2 separate regions of the Triticum aestivum genome follow, and region 1 is linked to region 2. The links are chromatin contacts, called in public Hi-C maps. All regions are on one chromosome and are shown on one strand. Each heading gives the region's core, a stretch centred on a gene start, on an enhancer-like site or on the middle of the called end of the contact. The rest is flanking DNA. Distances are from core to core; before and after follow the strand shown. Region 1 holds the start of LOC123091399. Region 2 holds the start of LOC123091397 (mRNA-capping enzyme).

Evidence for each region. A called contact is a pair of places that touch in the nucleus more often than the background predicts.
Region 1: a contact with region 2 is called in a Hi-C map of leaf, with 4 times the contacts expected there. The contact joins the promoter of LOC123091399 here to the promoter of LOC123091397 in region 2. A contact is called at or near these places in 4 of 5 Hi-C or Micro-C datasets (leaf and an unstated tissue).

The regions. Positions count from the first base shown.
Region 1 is chr4B:121,343,651-121,347,806 of IWGSC CS RefSeq v2.1, forward strand. It overlaps LOC123091399, which reads left to right and starts at 1,343. Exons shown (of 5, transcript XM_044512898.1): 1 at 1,343-1,636; 2 at 2,031-2,687; 3 at 3,578-3,653; 4 at 3,747-3,873. The coding sequence starts at 2,044.
Region 2 is chr4B:120,842,254-120,846,008 of IWGSC CS RefSeq v2.1, forward strand. It overlaps LOC123091397 (mRNA-capping enzyme), which reads right to left and starts at 1,347. Exons shown (of 18, transcript XM_044512896.1): 1 at 1,121-1,347.

The DNA of each region.
Region 1 (4,156 bases), core at 93-2,592, 500 kb after region 2:
GGGGGGTGGGGGGGGACTTTAGAGGATCGTGAGGCAGAACCGACGATGATGGGTGTGGCGACCTCAAAAAACTTGGAAGGGAGCTCGTTGGAGTGAGATGGCGATGATGGAGGATTATTAGATCCCATGAGAAGTGATAGATAGAGCAATTAATTCAGCGCCGATCACTGTGCACAATGAGCCGGAGACGATGGCACCGATGAAGACAAGGTTGGGTGGGCGAGTCAATAGTGGTGTCCAAAAAGAAAAAAAAAGATAGTACGCAATTGAAGTTGACTCAATTTCATTCGAAAAAGACTCAATTTAATCAAAACAATTTATATTATAACTATACAGCCACACAATTTTTGTAGCTAGCGGAAAAGAGCCTTTTTCTTTTTTGTCCTTCACCCAAATTGGGCAACGAGGGTGATCACACGAGAGAAAGGACCGAAGGATCAACGCAGCAAGCCACAAGGTGTAAAATGAAAAGAAAAAGGCAGCCACGAGGGCAAGTAGTAGAGAGAGAAAAACGGGAGGGTGGAATAAAGACAGCACGACAGCAGCAGATGGTGTTGTGGTCGCAGCTGGATCCTGAGCTGTCCGGCTGGTGGCATGAGTTGTTTTTCTGTTTTCTGTTTGCCCCCACTACCCAATATGGGCTGCACTTAAACAACAACGCCGCGTTTCTGCCACATGCACCAGCTCCACTGCTAGCTCATGCACATCATTTCTTTCTCTTTTCTTGCTCTTCTCTTGGATTGATGTCTCCCGTGTATGTTGTGTATGGTTCAAATGTGTCCTGCTAGCAAATGCAATACCCCTTTGGTTCAAGGAAACATGCAACACCACAATATATTCATGAAAAACAAACCAAAGAGTAACCCCAACACGCCGACCCATTTCGTCCGTCCGTGTCCATTTGGATCGCCGCGGACAGAAAAATGGGCCCAACGTGCCGGCCCAAATGGATGCGCGTCCGCTTTTCGTCCGCTGTCGACCCATTCCCGGCCCAAATTTGAGTCTCATTTGCGTCGGCACGGACACCAAAAGTAACAGGAATCAGGTCCGTAGACCGTCCAACGACAACTATAAGCACCGGAACAAATCAAAACTATTGTAAAGCCTTATCTGAGTTTCTCCGAAATTTTGCGCTTCTTTGCACAAATTTTCTAGGGTGTGAAACTTGGGTCACATGGATAATAAGCAAAAAGAAAAAATGGGTCACATAAATAAGCAAAAATTGACGTAGGCACACCTTGGGTACCCACAGCGTTTACATCTCTCGCCGCTAGTACCGGCCACCTGCTTCCCCTCATAGAAGACAATAATTCTCACCAGATTTCTCGGCACCGTTGGGCCTCTCAATCCGACGGCGGACGTTCATCAAAGTTTATGCAAACCAATTTCTTGTCGCTGCCGCAATATTAAAACACTAGCGAGGCACTATTTAATTGTTTTTTTCTCCCCTCAGTACTATACAATTTCTCCATTCGTCTCCTACTCTTCCTCCCCCCCCTCCCTCGCCCCCCTCCTCGCCGCAAGCTCTAATCCCCCGAAGATTAGCTCCAACGAATACGAATAACTGTGGATTAGTGCGAGGGTTTTGCTGCGGCAAATCTGGGGTGGGGCGGTCGGAAGAGTCGCGGCCGAATTGGTGAGTATTTTTGTTTTTTTTGGTTGTTTCTCTCTGCGATTCTTGGTGCGGCCTTGCTCTTCTTGATCCGCCTCGATCTGTGCCGTGCTGTTTCGATGCGTGTTTGTTTCTGCTGCGTTTTCTTCGTCCAATTGACATCCTCCAGTTCGGTCCTTTATGTGGACCTCGGATCTTGACCACTTCGTGGCACAATTGGATGCTTGCGGTCGAAGCAAATTCGAATCTTTGACGCGAATTTGCCGTAGAAGAACACAAGCAAAATTGTTTTTTCATGTCGTTTGCTGAGATCTGTGGGTAGAGCTGTGAATTGGACCGCCTCGATTCGATGCAATTTCGTGTTAGTTTAGTGTTAAATTTGCTCAAATCTCACAGATGTGCTCTTTGTTGTGCGCAGTTTGGTCGAGCAGATGATGATGGCGAACGCGAAACTCCAGAAGCAGGCGCTGCTGCCGCCGCGTAGCCCGTTCCCGACGGCAGCGTCGCCGTCCCCGTACGCAGACCATGGCCCGATCGCCCGGCCACAGGGCGCCACGCACCACCGCTTTGGCCATGGCCACGGCCATGGGCATCACCAGCGCACGTCGTCTGAGAGCATCATTGAGGAGCAGCCGTCGTGGCTTGACGACCTGCTCGACGAGCCTGAGACGCCCGTGCGCCGCGCGGGACACCGCAGGTCGTCGAGCGACTCTTTTGCTCTGTTCGACGGAAGCGCTGCCTCTGGCGCATTTGCCAATGGTTTTGAGGAGATGGGGGGAGGTGGGCAGGCTGCCCCATGGGGTGGCGTGCAGGAGTACTATGCCAAGCCAAGCTCATACGGGAGGCCGCAGGGCCGGCCATGGGAACAAGGCATGCCGAATTTGGCAGGTTACAGGCCAGGGCCGCCGGTGCTGGTGAGGGAGAAGCTGGGTGGGCATCACGGGCCACTGAGTGCGTCGAGGGATCATGAACATGCCATGGACAAAAGAGCTCTTGATGAACTTGGGGCAGAGAGGAAGGAGGGTGTGCTGCCAAAGTATGCACAATCGGAGGCGGACACCAAGCGTGCTAAACAGTGAGTATACTTCTGCTGCATGATTGCATCCATGCCATCACTGCCAAGTGCCAACACTTATCTGTGTTCTGAAATTTTACAATTGAGAATCATTAACGACGATAGCCAGAGAGTGCTATCCATTTACTTAAATTTTGACCACATACAGCAGGGCCAGCCCTTTGCTGTCGGTTAGCTTATATTTTAAAATCAGAATACGCTCTGCTGGTTTTGCTATTCTGAAGTTCAACGTGATAAAGCAAGCAATGTAGTCCTTTAATAATTCTGTATAGTCGTGTGGCGCATTTGATTATGCTCACCAGTGGTGGAGCAAGGAACTAAAGTTAGAGGGCTGCCAAATGAATCGAACATTTTAACAATATTAATGAGGGCCCAAAGTATGCAATACTAGAGAATTCCTTGGATTTTAAGGATTGCCAAGATGGTATACATGCACTTAGGAAACATGAGGGCAGCCCTGGCCCATGTCATTCCCCCCTCCACCACCGATGCTCACACCTGATAGGATAGTGCAAATATGTACTTATTTCACACATTAGTTGTGGTCACACCTGACAGAATGGATAGTATCCTCTGGCAACATAAATGTAAAACAACATTTGAATATTCTTCCTTGTAAAATTGCAACTCAACTTTATGAGTCTTAAATCAGACATGCTCATATATATAATTGTAAATCCTTAATGGACAATGGTACGGACATTGCAATTGCACAACTACTTATATACTAGTTAGATTGGACTTAAGGCACTATGGTTTATCAGATTTTTTTAATTTTAATTAGTGTACATATATATATGTCAAGATTCCCAATCTGCAAGTCGTAATAGCATGGTTAAACATTTCCATACTTTAATGCATCTAATATTTTCTACCAACATTGCTTGCAGGCAATATGCTCAAAGGTCTCGTGTTCGAAAACTCCAGTATATTGCCGAGCTTGAGGGTAAAGTCCAATCATTACAGGTGAGCTCACTGCAAAAAAAAAAAAAAAGTTTCTGTTCCACAATGCAGTGTTGAATTTGACAAACAGAATTTTTTTATGTCTGAATAATGCAGTCAGAAGGGATAGAAGTGTCTGCTGAAATGGAGTTTCTTACTCAACAAAATATAATGCTAGACTTGGAAAACAAAGCCTTGAAGCAAAGGCTGGAGAGTATAGCACAGGAGCAAGTAATTAAACGTGGTAAGTATGCCCACCTGTATTTTTTTTTCCTTCTTATTTTGGAGTTCTTCTCCCCATCAATTTTTTTTTACTATTGCATTAAATTTCACTAAAAAATTATTCAAATGCAACTCTTCAGTGAACTTTAGAGATACCATTTTGATGTTCTATTCATATACTTTGTAAAAAAAGGTTGGGGCGTTCTACTTTCTGTGACGTTAATGAGGACCAGTAACATGAGTTTCTTAGGTAAGATTGAGGGTCAACCAAGTAGTTGGGTACATGCATAAGCAAGTTTGTTTTC
Region 2 (3,755 bases), core at 97-2,596:
ACCAAGTGACTTACCGCTAATGTTCTAATTTCCAATCGCTAATCATAGGAGCGCTAGAGGAGCCTGCATGCTGAAGGGCCAGATCCCAGAGGGCCACAAACCGCATGCAAGAGGCGTGCAGTGAGGCTAGCGATTCAGTTATTGGCAGAGGATGTGATCACCCAATTATTAAGGAAATTAGTGATGGCACATTGGTTCAGCGAGCAAGGGGTTGGTAGGTTTTTATATGGCGTTAATTACCGTGCAGAAGGGGATAACGGCTAATAAAAAGAGACAGGAGTACCATTGAATGAATGGCATTGACTATTTATTAGCTCAGAGTCTCCGCAGAAAATAGAGGAAACAAACTATTAAAGGCTACTAGTCGTTAGGAGTGAAGATGAATTAATCATTTCCGCCAGAAAAAACCGAAATAACTATCAGGTTAGCATTGCATCACACATTTAAGAAGCAGAATGAATCCAATACCATGTTTTCGGATATGAAAACCCACAGTACTAAGAAAATATCCATCAGGATATGTATAGAAGGGACTTGTAATGCATGCACGAACAAGCAATATGCATAGACAAGAAAAGAAGACGATCCAAGTGACCAAGTCAAATCAGAGCATGCTGATACTCGCAGCAGTATAACGGCAAGAGTGCATATCTGCGAATTACTCCGACCCCTCTCTCACATCTTCTACCACGCAATCCATCAAATCGAAAAAAACATCAAATCAAACACCCAAAAGATTGCCACAATCGAGTGTTTTTCGACGCCATTGCTTCTTCCAGGCAATATAATGTTCTCGAATTGGGAAGCTAACTGGGGTTCATGGCTACAGGTGGCGAACACGCATGGAAAAACACAAGAACAAAACCACACCGTTCCGAAGTCCGAACCCACCATCCAGGCCCCACACCCTCCCCGTGCGAGGCGGCAGCGAGTGCACGGCCAGCCTCTAGGGTTGGCGACTCCGGAGGCCTGGCCGAATCAGCAAATTGCCCGCGCCACGAACACGGAACAGCACCAGCACCACACCGCGAGCTAACCACCGCACCACAAGCTAAGCATGGAGGCGCACCGCGCCGAGCGCACGCTGACCCAGGAGAGGAGAGAAATGAGCAAAGCGTACCTCACGCGCGACGGCTGAGGCGGGGGTCGAGACGCCGAGCGTCCCGCCGGGCAGAGCAGCGGAGGGCGGTGCCCGCACCGGAGAGCACCGCGGGGCGGAGGAGAAGGGGGATTGGGGGAAGGGTTTAGGGGAGGGCAAAGGATCTGCGGGTTAGGGTTTGGGAGCGGCCATGCGAAGAGGGCCCCAAACCGGTTCGAACCGAGTCGAGAGGAAGGGGAACGCGGAAGTGAGTTGCGGCCGAGGTGGGGAGTGGGGGTGACCTTTATGAGCGTGAGCTCGGCGTACCACGTGCTCGCGTGCACGCGGCCATCCGGGCGCTGCCACCCGGGCGCTTTGCACTGGTAGAGCCGTGTGGCGCACGGCGGGCTGCTGCTCACGAGCGGTGTACAGCCAAGCCACTGGTAGTCCATCCCACTTAAATTTTTTTAGTGGAATCTCACTGGATAGAAAAAATAATAATTGGATTATCCCACTTAGCCCATTGGGAGCCCACCTTGCCCCTTTTAGCTCAGTAATAAAGCTTTGTGAGATTCTCAAAAAAAAAAAAAAAAAAAAAAAAAGCTACCCAGGGTCTCGTGTAGCTAGGAGTATTCAGTTAACAGGAACCTGAAACAAAGTATGCATGCAACAGGTTATACTTCGGACTCCAGCATCTTCCGTTGCTTGTACCGGTGCTTCAGACTCCAGCATCTTCAGTTGCTTGTACCGGCGCCTCGCGAGTTGCCTGGCTACGGCTTCCCATGGCCCAGGCTCCAGCTCCTCGCCACAGCCGCGCACCTCCGAGCGCCACAGTTGACCACCTCCTCGGCTCCGCGAAGATGAAGGACATGGGGGACGAAGCTCCCATGCTCGCCCGAGGCAGGGCCGAGGTGTGGCGGAGGAGCACGGTCCTGACAATGGAGAGCACCACGGCTGCAGGCACCAGGGCATGACTGCACCTGCACCTCATGGCATCTCCTTGTGTCTCATGCACGCACCGGCGACCGCTCCTGAACTACCATCGAAGCGGCTAACGAGCCGCTTGGTCAAGCACGCGCCAGAGTGCCGCCGGTCCGGTCTACGTGCATATGAGAGTGTAAGAGTGTAAGTAACAGATTACTAATGGATGCTAAATTAGTGTTTACGTCTACATACATGTGCGAAGTGGGATCCCACTTTCTCCCATGTGATGGGATGGTCAAGTTATTCCCATTAAATATATTGGGAGCAAGTGGGGTAAAGGTGGGACTCCCATGTGTAGCCCCACTTGCAGCCTGACGCTGAACTCAAGCACTTGCATCATCTACCCGGCCGCCTTATTAAAATCGGGTCTCAAACGCCGGGACGGTCGACCCGACCACTCACCTGTCAAAAATCTAATCATCCATACGCCTCAAACTAGCCTTAAACGTCAGGGCATACCGGCACCCCTCATATCCATCCCAAATGTAGGGCGTATATGAGGCGGCCCGAGCGCGACCGGTCGTATCGTGCTGACAGTCGGGTCCCACAAGTAAACACTCGGAAACCCAATAGTCGTCCAGCGGGCATCTCATCCGGTGGGGTGTGAATGTCCCGACGCCGCTCCGAATCGCCGCCAGAGGGCCAGGGCCCGGCTATTTAATCCGGACGACGTCTCCGAGCCCTAGCCACATCTGTTCACTCCCTCTCCATGTCGTCAGCCCGATCTCATCCATCAACTTCTCGCCGCCCTCCACATTCGCTCCCGCTCTCCTTCTCGTCGTCCATCTCCACTATGGCCCGGCAGAAGAAGATGGGCTATGCTATGCTTACACCCGAGTGGCGTGTCCAACTGCTCGAGGAGATCTTGGTTAGGCGCACCGCCCCGTTGGCAGCAGGCATGACTCCAGATTCTTCGGAGACGGAGGAGGGGGAGCAGCGAGCCAAAGCCGGAGCCCATGGAGGAGGAGGAGGAGGAGGAGGAGGAGGAGGAGGAGGAAGCAACGGCAGAGCCGGTGCCGGTTGCTGGCTTCGCCATGGTGAAGTACGAGGTCGCTCAGGCGCCGGAAATGGTATAGCAGATCGCCATCTTGGAATCCAGCCAGAATGAGGCCTATGTCGAGGTGAACCGATGGTTCATCCGGCAAGAACGGGCGGTGACCAACATGCCTTTTGCTGAATTGGAGGTGGAGGAGGAGGCGGGGGCCAACACCGAGGAGCTGGAGGAGCCGGCATTGCCGCTGCTGCCCATGTACAAGTTGATCTACGTAGTACGTATATGTTTCTTTTGCATGCTTTGTATGGTTTAAAGGATTGAAGTATGAGGTGTAAATTTGAGGGTTGCTTGGATGCTGCTCGCGGACGCGCTCGGGTGATGGTGTTCTGGATAGGGGGTGCTAACCACGTCGGGCCCCAATCATCGGTTAGGTCCGAGGACCCCAGACAACCGACAAGTGGGTCGCGTTTGCCATGCCCCACGACATACTCAAGATGAAATCCTTCAAAGACTTGGCACATACTCCAAGACACTTTTGAATTATCGGCATTTTTATCCCTTGATGTAACCGACCTACGTGTAGCCCTAGGTACCCTCGTGCCTATATAAGTCGAGGGGTTTATACCATTGGGTTCGATTTATTCACATACGATCTCGAGGTATATCATTTTGTACTTTGTACCCCATCCACAATCAATA